Regions from separate parts of the Oryctolagus cuniculus genome. Here region 1 is linked to region 2. The links are chromatin contacts, called in public Hi-C maps. All regions are on one chromosome and are shown on one strand. The core of a region is the stretch at or near the end of the contact, and the rest is flanking DNA. Distances in the headings are between cores, read along the strand shown. Region 1 has its middle 47 kb from the start of POMGNT2. Region 2 overlaps ANO10 (anoctamin 10).

The links. Hi-C and Micro-C count contacts between places; a contact is called where the count stands out from the background.
Region 1: a contact with region 2 is called in a Hi-C map of an unstated tissue, with 11 times the contacts expected there. The contact joins two enhancer-like sites. A contact is called at or near these places in 3 of 6 Hi-C or Micro-C datasets (ear pinna, psoas muscle and an unstated tissue).

What each region holds. Positions count from the first base shown.
Region 1 is chr10:104,947,820-104,953,527 of mOryCun1.1, forward strand. No RefSeq gene overlaps it. Among named protein-coding and RNA genes, the nearest start is that of POMGNT2, 47 kb to the right of the region's middle. Within about 2 kb of position 3,877, at least 2 of the 8 cell types and tissues checked have an H3K27ac peak or open chromatin away from gene starts, as enhancers often do.
Region 2 is chr10:104,655,200-104,660,604 of mOryCun1.1, forward strand. All of the region lies in intron 11 of ANO10 (anoctamin 10), which reads left to right. Among named protein-coding and RNA genes, the nearest start is that of ANO10, 93 kb to the left of the region's middle. Within about 2 kb of position 3,267, at least 2 of the 8 cell types and tissues checked have an H3K27ac peak or open chromatin away from gene starts, as enhancers often do.

The sequences.
Region 1 (5,708 bases), core at 2,627-5,126, 290 kb after region 2:
CAAGAAATGCCTCCCAGAGGCTGAACAAAGAGAGGGCTAGGGGACCCAGGGGGTGGGTAAGTGCCTCAAGAAGGGAGATTCATTTCCAGAAGTGACCCTCTCGCTCATTCCTTTAGCCTCTCCCTGCACACCAGTGGCCCTTTCCTCTGCTCCCTGAGGGCTGTTTGCAGCCAACACATGGAGTGCCAACTAGAAGCCCTAGGCAGATACAGGGAGGACAGTGACAATGGCTGACAATTCCTTGACGTCTTGCTGGGGCGAAAGGAAGCAAGTGCAGAAGATTCCATGACTGGCTCAAGGTCACACAGCTAGCAAAGGGGGAACTAGCATCCAAACCAGGCGGTTTCTAAAGTGTCTGTATTAGCAAGGAAACCACTCTGAAAAGATCTACACAGAGCAGAACATGAGGGTCGTGGAGGGCTGCCGGGGGCATCAGCACCACAGCAAGGGCAGAAGGTCCTATTCAGAGCTCCCCTGGAGGGCAGGGAGACTGCTGTGAGCAAGTCAAAGCCAGGAGCAGCCCCTGGGGGCACCGTCTCCATTGCAGCTTCAGCTCTCCTCATCTTTGGGAAAATTAACAGTGATTCTTAGATGCTATTGAGTCTGGTTTCAGAGCACTGTGACAGAGGGTAGCCCTCTACCTTCCTGTCCTTCTGCCTTACTCACACGTAGGCTTTCTTGGTGTCCTCATGCACCCTACTCTGGGTGTAGATGTGCCCACCCTCCTGGGGACTCACTCTTCTTAGATGCGAATGCATGTACAGATGTCCCTTACTCATGGTGGGGTTACATGCCAACAAACTTTTAACTCCACTGTTTGATTCATTTACATTTGCTGTAATTATTATTATAGTCATCTTATTACTTCTTACAGTCATCACTTGTTTTCTATATGCCTGTATCTGTGTTCCTCCTCTTTCATTGTTGTCCTTTTTTGTTAAATAGACGTTTTCTGGTGTTATCATTTCAGTTCCCTGGTTTCTTTTACTGTACTTTAAATTTATATTTCCTTTTACTGTATTTTAAAATGGATTTTCTTACTGGTTTCTTTGTGGATTACTATCAGTATATTAATTTAAAGCAATCTATTGGGATTAATAATAATTAAATTTCAACAGTATACAGAAACTTTGCTCATATATAGTCCCATACCTTCCACAATTCCTTTGTGCTATGGTTGTCATGAAAATTACATCTTTATACATAATATACAGCTTACACATACACACAAATTATATCTTTATACATGATATACATCAATATTCTCTATGTGGCTGCCTTTTAAATCAGAAGAGTTATCAAAAATTATACTGTCTATAATATTTACATAAGAAGGTATTTTACTAGTGTTTTTTATTTCTTGATGTGATTATCAGCATCTACTATCTATAAAAACCTGAGGAACTTCCTTTGATGGTGCTTATAAAGCAGATGTGGGAGCTGGTGCTGCGGTATAACAGGTAAAGCCACTGCATCCCAGATCCGGCTCCCTGCTAATGCCCCTGGGAAAGCAGTGGAAGACAGTCCAAGTCCTTGGGCCACTGTACCCATGTGGGAGAACCTGAAGAAGCTCCTGGCTCCTGGCTTTGGACCAGTCCAGCTCTGATAATTTGGGGAAGTGAACCAACAGATGGAAGATCTCTCTCTCTCTCTCTTTCTCTCTCTGTCTCCCCCCTCCCCACCCATTGTAACTTGGCCTTTCAAATAAATTAATTTTTTAAAAAAAATAAGCATAGCCAGTGCCACGGCTCACTAGGCTAATCCTCCGCCTGTGGCGCCGGCACACCGGGTTCTAGTCCCAGTCGGGGCACCGGATTCTGTCCCGGTTGCCCCTCTTCCAGGCCAGCTCTCTGCTGTGGCCTGGGAGTGCAGTGGAGGATGGCCCAAGTGCCTTGGGCCCTGCACCCGCATGGGAGACCAGGTGAAGCACCTGGCTCCTGGCTTCAGGTCAGTGCCGTGCACCGGGCACAGCGGCCATTGGAGGGTGAACCAACGGAAAAGGAAGACCTTTCTCTCTGTCTCTCTCTCTCTCTCCGTCCACTCTGCCTGTAAAAAAAAAAAATAATAATAATAAGCATATATGTTATTGATGAATTCTCTCAGCTTTTGTTAATCTAGAATATCTTAATTTTACTTCTATTTTTGAAGGATAGTGTTGCTGAATTCACAGCCTTTTTCTTTCAGCACTTTAAATATGTCATCCAAATGCCTTCTGTCTGCCACTTCTGATAAGAATTTCCATCGCTTGTCTTATTAAAAAGCTCTTGTTTGTGGACAGTAATTTTTCTTTTGTTGTTTCCAAGATGTTTTCTGGGTCTTTGACCTTCAATATTTTGACTAGGACACATATCGGTACATATGAATTTGAATTTATCACACTTGGACTTTATTGGGGTTCCTGGATGTATGGATTAAATTTTTCAATCAAATTTGAGAATTTTCAGTCTCTGTTTCTTCCAATAGTTTTTCTGTACCATTCTGTCTTTCCTCTCCTCTGAGTCTGTTATGCAAATATTGATACACCTGGGGGAATCCTCTGGATTTCTGATACTGTCACTTCATTTTTCTCTCACTTCATCAGAATGGATAATCTCAACTGACTGATGCTCTGGTTTGCTCATTCTTTCTTCTCAAATCTGCTACAGAACTCCTCTAGTGAATTTCTCATTTCAGTTCTTACACTTTTCAACTAAAAAATTTCAATTTGACTCTTTTTTAAAAAAAAATTCTGTCTTTTTATTGAAACTACCTATTCAATGGGAATTTGCAGTATTTTCCTTCAATTCCTTAGACCTGGCTTTCTTTAATGACTTGAACATATTTTAAAGTCTAATAATTCAATGTATGGCCTTATTTATGGATAGTTTCTATTGATTGCTTCTCCCCTCTCCCCATATGTTGGTCATACTTTCCTGTTTATTCCATGTCTCATAACTTTTTGTTGAAAATTGGACATCTTAGATAATAGTGTAGAAGATGTGAGAATAAGAACAGCCCGTCCCCAGGGTCGTTGCTGTTCTTGCTTGTTGTCACTCTGCTTACTTAGTGCTTTTGCAGGATCACTTCCTGTAGAACAGGGACACTGAAGTGTCTGCTCAGTTTGTGTAGGTGTCAGGTCCTGATTGGTCAGAGGGCATTAAATTCCTTAAACCAACGTATTTTCCGCCCTTGCCAAAGGGCCTGTGTATGCGGAAGTGAGCCTTGAATAGTCAAGCAGGTCACTGCTCGGCCTCAGCTCAGTGTGAGCAAGAGGTGAGAGGTGGGGCTCCATCTTTCTCCTGAGCAGGCTCGCAGGATACCCATTTGGCTCCGTAGATTGTCAAGAACACACCAAAGTTTCCCAGCTATGGACATGCAATTCCCTAAATGTTCCTTCTACAGGTCTGACCAGCCTCTTCACTTTGCTCTGGGGGCAGGATTTTTCAGATGCTCCAAACCCAGTCTAACAATTCACTCCAGCTCATAAAACGCCGATGTTCTGCTCTTGCTTCTTGTCTTTTCTCATGAAGAACCCTCCTTCACCCCAACTACCCTATTTCAACTAAAGGACATAGTAGAGCTTCCACAAATTTGGTCTTACTTAAAACCAAGCAGGACTGGCTTTGACAGGATATGATAAAAAGGCTCAGAAAGGGCCTAGTTTTGCTTTCTCTTTTAGCAGACAATGTGGTCTAACTGCCTTGATCCCCCACAAACCACAGGAGCTCAGGTTGCAAGGTAAAGTCAGGATACAACCCAGGCTTCTCATCAGCGCTCCTTGAGTTGTTTCCTCCCAAGGTGTCTGGAGTGGTCTCAGCATCATGAACCAAGCACCAAGTGGACTGTGTGGTTGTGTGTGCTGACGCATCCCCACACCCCACCACCACCACGTGGTGGCCTTGGGGACTGGGAAGTGGGAGAGGGAGCAAGTGAACTGGTGTTCAGAGAAGTGTTACCTACAAACCCACAAGACTCCATAAGGGCTACCACTTTGCCACTGGAAAATAAAGTTGGGCCTACTTCCTCAGTGTAGCTATTCCCAGAGCACAGAGCGGCCTCTGGAAAGATCCAGCTGTCATGTCTTTGTCCCTTCTCCATGTTGAGCTGGTTGGCAGTGAACGTGGCAGGAAGAACTTGGCAGCTGCAGTGGCCAGAGGAGTGTTCTGTGCCGCATTTACAGAGTCACGTTTCCCACTTGATTGAAAGTAGAATCTTCAATAATATATAGATTTTAAGCGACTGAAGGCTTGCTCACGCCAAGTCCTAGCGTAAGGCGTATTTTTACAGCTGAGATGATAAATCCCTGAATGACGGCACTTACCACGGAACTGCTGACACAGCCTTTCATTCCTTTCACAGTGATTAAAATCCTCATTTCAATTTGTTTTTCTTTATTTTGAGCTGGAGTCATTTGCAAGCCCAGGAACACATCTCGCTGTGATAGAAAACGAAATGCTGCCCTCTGTCGGGAAGACGATGGAACTGTTCTGAACCCCCTAGAGTGGTCAGATCTTGGTTTGGAGAATCAAGGATAGCCAGAAAAGTGAGCTTTCATACCTGCAGTCTTGCCAGGAAAGAAACTCCCATAGGGCAAACCTTCGCCACAGAGAAAGTGAGGCAGAGAAGGGAAGACAAGCAATCAACGATGCATCAAAGCGGACGCCGCAGGAGGCAGCTGGAAATATACCCTTTGAGGAATTCTGAGACGAGGCATCTCAGATCAGCTCTTCTACAGCACAGGGGAGCTGGATGTTTATGCACCAGCTCCCATCAGTCACTGGTTTCAGGTTGCTCTGCACCAACTCCTCTGCACTGCTAGCTTCAATGGCCAGAGGAAGGCCTCAGCAAACGCGTGGTCTCGGCAGTTGGAGGTCGAGCCTTTGCTATGCAGGCCCAGGTACATGTGCTCAGCCTCTGACCTGTCTGCTATACTGACTCTCCTTCATCCCTTCTAGTCTCTTTGGACTATTTGATTTGCACACATATGTTACATGATTGGAATTTAAGATATTCTTTCTGTTTATCCAAGGCCTACAGTGGCTGCCAAACCAAAAGTTCAGTGATCCTAGGAAACAAATGGCCCTGAAAGTCTTTCAACTTTGCAAATCTTTTAGGGTGGACATCTTCATCTGCCAGTGAGATCTCAGCAGTGCTCTGGCTCGGAGAGCTGATGTGTCTCAAATGTTGCAGCTTAGCAAGGCTTCCATCAACAATGCCAATCACAATAGAACTTGACCTAATGGGACTCGAACATATCCTTAGTTCTTCACAGGGTCAGAGCTCTGCAACAGGGGTTTCCAAAATGAGTCCCAATGATGAGCGATCAGTCTACAAGGATTCCCCTCAGCTCAGAGTTCAGACATCAGCTAAGGTTGATAAGCTGTCTCGGTATAGCATTTCCCTAAAGATCACAATACCAACTAAGACACAACAGCACTTCAAGTCTGTGGAAAATGCAATTTAAAGAGAAGTTTATTTTGGTGCACTGCATTTTCATAATATAGATCTTTCATGAACTTTTTGAAGTAGCTTCATTTAAAAAAAAATCTAGTTATTTGAAAGGCAGAGGGGTGGGGATGAGGAGAGACACAGAGGGAGAGACAGAGAGCAAGCAAGTGCACCCATTTGCTTGTTCATTCCTCATTGGCTGCAACAGCTAGGGCTGGTCCAGGCCAAAACCAGGAGCCTGTACATCCATCTAGGTCTCCTACATGGGTGGCAGGGGCCCA
Region 2 (5,405 bases), core at 2,017-4,516:
GCTTGCCTCCTCTGTCCTGTGAGGAAGGAGCAGGGGGAGGGTAACACCCCACCCTGCCTCTCTCCAAGAGCATTTTAGAAAAAAAATCTCTCCGCTCCTTTCCTGCCTTATGTGGACTCTGGTGAGAGAGCTACCTGCTGATTCTGCAGAGAGAAATGGCCTTTTTTTTTTTTTTTTACCTCCTGGGTAATGGTACCAAGTCTGCTATAACGAAAATAGCATGGAAGCTTGTCAGTTCAGAGACAGAAATGGCCTCTAGAGTGTTCCCGTGAATGGGAACTCACATTCACTCAGTTAATTTAGTGAGGACATAATGGCACTTACTCAGTGCTGGGACACTTCGCTTGGCAGCGGAAGTACAACAGTGAACAAAAGGAAGAAAAACACCTCTACTCTCACTCATGGGCCACATATCTCAGGGCGAAGACGCATCACCAAAAGCCCAATAAAATATATGGTATGTCAATCACTGTTAAGCGGAAGAAAAAGTGGGGAAGGGCGATGGGCAGTGTGGTGGGTGTGACCCGAGGAGCCTTCCCAGAGACACTGATGTGTGTCAAGGCCTGGAGAGTGACAAGGGAGTCGGGCTGATGCCTGGAGGAGGAGCAGAGCAGGCACGGGGAACAGTGTCGTCCAGGCTAGAGATGCAGGCGGGCCTGGTGCACGCACGCACAGCAAGGAGACGACACCTGGCAGGCTGCACCGCCGCGAGCAAGGTGCAGAGCAGAGGGCGATGGGGCCAGAAACTCAGCAGGTCGGCTTCCCAGGTCACCGGGTGGCCTGGGACCCGCCTGATGGTCGATGGTCTCACTCGCTCGTGGTAATGAGTAATTAGGTCCCTCTGGCTTCTGTGTGTGTGTCAGCAGAGACAGTCCAGGTAGGAGGCCTTGGCAGTGACATGAGACAGAGGTGGTGGCGGCCTGCACACACGGAGCAGATGGGGATGCGGTTGAAGAGGCTGGATTCTGGGCAGACTGTCAGGGCAAGATCAGAAGGATTTGATGAGGGGTTGAGAGTGGGATGTGAGAAAAGGGACGAAGCCCCAAGGAATGACCCCCAGCTTTGACCTATGCGGCGTAGCGAATGGAATGACCATGTCTGGGACAGGGACAGCATCATAAATGATTGGTGTTACGTAAGAAGTAGGTGATACTGTAACAGCGTCATGTCTTTAGTGTTGAACTTGAGGATGAACCTAAAGTGCAATAATTTTAAATTACAGCCTTGTGGGAACACTATGTCTGCCATATACTCTGTTCATCCTTGAAATTTGGGGGAGGAGCGAATATTTTTTCTCCTATTTATAGCTTAAATGCCTTATTATTTTTAGCATTTTAGGAAGCAAGATATAACAAAAATTCATTTATTCCATGAGTAAGCTTTTATATTTATTAAAAGAAGAAGAGGAGGGGAGGGAGGGAGGGAGGGAAAGAGAATGCGCTCTCATCTGCTGGTTCACTCCCCGAATGCCATGGTGGCTGGGGAACCAGTGCTGGGAGCTGGGAACTAATTCCAGCTTCCTCCTGTGGGGGTCAGGGGCCCCGCTGCTGGAACTGGGCTACCTCCCAGAGCAGGAAGCCAGAATCAGAAGCCTGAACTGGTAATCGAGATTACCCAGGTATTCTAATATGGGACGTGACCATCTCTGTTTCCTTTTAAAGAAGGATTGATTGATTTGAAAGGCAGAGTTAGAGAGAGGGATCTGTCTTCCATCTGCTGCTTCACTCCCCAAATGACCACCATGGCAGTGCCGGACCCATCCGAAACCAGGAGCTGGGAGCTTCCTCCTGGTCTCTCACATGGATGTGGGGGCTCAAGTGTTTGGGCCATCCTCTGCTGCCCTCCCAGGCACATCAGCAGGAAGCTGAATCGGAAGTGAAGCAGCCAGGACTCGAACCGCTGCCCATATGGGATGCTGGTGCTGCAGGTGGTGATGGCTTTACCTGCTACGCCACAGCGCCATCCCCAGGATGTGGACATCTTAACTGGCTTCTTGACCATTGGGCCAAGCTCCTACCCTGCTAGATACCTTTTATCCCTATTACATGTACGCATATTTTCCCGGCCCTGCAGAGAGAATACAAAAAGTACAACCTCTGTCCTTGGGCCACGCTAGCTGAACATAAATGAATGGGGGCGAGAGCTGCCGTGTAATACCAGATTCAGGGAATCCTGCTGATGGCTGCTTTTTGAATTCTTGACTTGGCAAGTGCGTGTGTGTCACCCTCTCCTCTGGGACAGCTGTCACGGAATGACAGTGTTTGGGTTCTGTGATCTGAAAGATGGCTTCCTGAACGGAGCCTGCGAAGCAGTTGCGCTGCATCGTTCCCGTCACGTGCAGGAGCCGGCGGCAGTCCTGCAGCGCACCTCGAGTAAAGGGCTGGAGCGGGGTAGAGTTTGGGGTTTCGCTGGTCCCCGAGTCAACCCCTGGAGAGGGTGACATCTTGAGAAAAACGTGTGCTCCTCTGTCAGCTCGCTGCGGAAGTACTGTCAAGGGAGTCCAGCCTGCAACCAGCCCTCAGGCTTAGCAGGAAAAATGCTGCAACAAAGCCATTTGCATTTGAATTTGATTTTCCCATAGAAGTGCTGTAACAGAGCATATTGATTCTGGCCAGAGAGCCAGAAAACGCTGCTCAGTGTTTTGAAAAGATTGCTGTAAAATATGGATTAAACTATATTTATTGTCAAATCTAAGTGCATTTGCCATCAAGCTTGCGTGGTAGGAACAGACCAGCAGGCGCTCTGGCGTTGGGTGTATGCTGCCCCCTCTCTCCGCGGAGGGCCTGCTGTGCTTCGTGCTTTCTCCCTGCGTTTCACTGAGGCGTGGAATTCAGAGCTCCCTTCAGATTTTTCCCAGCCACTTTGAAAGGTACATTGAACTAATTTTTAACCTTTTCGAGAAACGAATTCAGAAATGATTTTCTGTCATTTCTCATCTTGATGGTTCGTTGAAGAGACTTTGCCCTCTAGAGTAGGTGAACTACCCTGATTTTTAAAACCAACAGCTCTATTAGCAGTGTCAGAAAATCACACATTCACAGCCACACCGCAGTCAGCTGGGTACCAGTCCCGCGGGCAGATCCGTCTGTCTCAGTAGAGATGGTTCATGCTTCTCCTTCGGATCCTCTGCCTTGGCTTGCCTGCTTGTATTGGATTTTTTTTTTTTTTCCCATCTGCATTTCCCCAGCACTTTACTCATATCGCGTTGTTTATCCAACAAGCCTGAAAGCCTCCGTGCAAGTGGCAGCCTTCCTTGGGTTTGCTGAACTGTGCAGTCCTGCCCCCGCCGGGCAGTCCCTGCCTGCAGGGCCACTGCAGCAGGACGCGTAGCTGTGAAGTGATGAGTCCTTTCTTGACGAGAAATTCATTGAGAAAGTCAGACCCATCTGGGCTGGCAGAGCAGCCACAGCAGCCCGGAAGCTTTGGCTGGGGTTGGCCTGAAACCGATTGGAAACTTGTCTGTCTGTCTGTCTGTCTCTGTCTGTCTGTCTGTCTCTCTCTCTCTCTGATTGGTTCAGAAATAATCTAGCCGCTTGAGAAAATGGGTCATTTTTCTGTTAGGACTGTGCCCCAGTCTTCCTTTTCATACTGTTGTTCTCTTCCTGTGGTCTCCCTGGTCCCCGTCTCTCCATTCATTCATTGCTGCTTAGCTTCTGATTCATCTGCAGGGAGCAGGAAAGTTGCTGTGTGACTTTGTAGCCATCACATGTGATCTTTGGGCTTGCTTCCCTCGTCCTTCTGCTGGGATGCGCATTGGTACTGGTATGTTTCTAATGTTTTATTTCCCCCTAAGGAAAAGAACTATTACCCTCCCCTCAAAAAAAAAAATCAAAATATATAAGAAAGTTTATTTCAGTTCTGACCAGTTTTAAAGGTGTGTTAAACCACTAGAGGGAGCCCATATTGTTCTGATTTCCAAATCCTGTAATGTTTTGACAGCTTGATGTGTGTGTGTGTGTGTGTGTTTTTTTGTTTGTTTTTTTTTTTTTTTTTTTTGGCTATAGAAAGGATACCCTCAGCCAATGGTTTACACACCCATAACTTTTAAAATTGTGATAAAATACACGTAACACAAAATTGACCATCTTGGCCATTTTTTCCCCTAAGATTTATTTATTTTATTTGAAACAGTTTTGGAGAAAGAGAGAGGGAGAGAGACAGAGAGAGGTCGATCTTCCATCTGCTGGTTCATTCTCCAGGTAGCTATAATGGCCAGAGCCAGAACCTTCATCTAGGTCTCTAATATAAGTAGCAGGGGCCATCCGCTTGGGCCATCGTCAGCTGCTTTTCCCAGCCCTTTAGCAGGGAGCTGGATCAGAAGTGGAACAGCTGGGACTCAAACTGGTGTTCATATGGGATGCCTGTGTCGTGAGTGGTGGCTTACCCTGCTATACCCCAATACTGGCTCCCATCTTGGCCATCTTTAACTGTAGTCCTAAGTCATAATGTTCTGCAGCCATCACCACCATCTGCTTCCATAACTCTGCTTACCTTGTGAAACAGAAACTCTACCCATTAAGCAATATCTCCCCTCCCCCAGATCATGCCAGCAACCATTCTTTCTCCTTCTATGACTTGACCTCACAGAGTACCTCATACTTGCATAAGTTGAATCATGAAGTATTTGTCTTCTTATGACTGGCTTATTTCACTTCACATAACTTCCTCATGGTTCACCCATGTTGTAGCATATGGCAACACTTCTTCCTTCTTCAGGCTGAATACTATTCCATGGCATGTTGTATTAGCTTTTTGTCACCCTAACACATACCTGAGAGAAACTACTTAGGAAGGCAGGAAGTTTATTTCTTTTTTTATTTTTTTATTTTTATTTTTTGACAGGCAGAGTGGACAGTGAGAGAGACAGAGAGAAAGGTCTTCCTTTGCCATTGGTTCACCCTCCAATGGCTGCTGCGGCTGTTGCGCTGCGGCCGGCGCACCGCGCTGATCCGATGGCAGAAGCCAGGAGCCAGGTGCTTTTCCTGGTCTCCCATGGGGTGCAGGGCCCAAGCACCTGGGCCTTCCTCCACTGCACTCCCTGGCCACAGCAGAGAGCTGGCCTGGAAGAGGGGCAACCAGGACAGAATCCGGCGCCCTGACCGGGACTAGAACCCAGTGTGCCGGCGCTGCAAGGCGGAGGATTAGCCTAGTGAGCCACGGTGCCGGCTAGGAAGTTTATTTCTGCTGGTAAGTTTTGGTTTTGGAGGTTCACAGTTGGGCAGTCCCAGTAATCTGGCATCTGATGAAGGCAGTGAGTGGCAGAGTGAGGATAGGCAAGAGAAGTGGTGAGCCAGGAGGCAGAGACTCCGTATGGTCTCTGGTTATGAAGTCACCAGTCACCGGGATTCACTCCCAGGCTCCACCTCCGGAAGTTAATATGATGATATCATTTTCCAAGCCCTCCT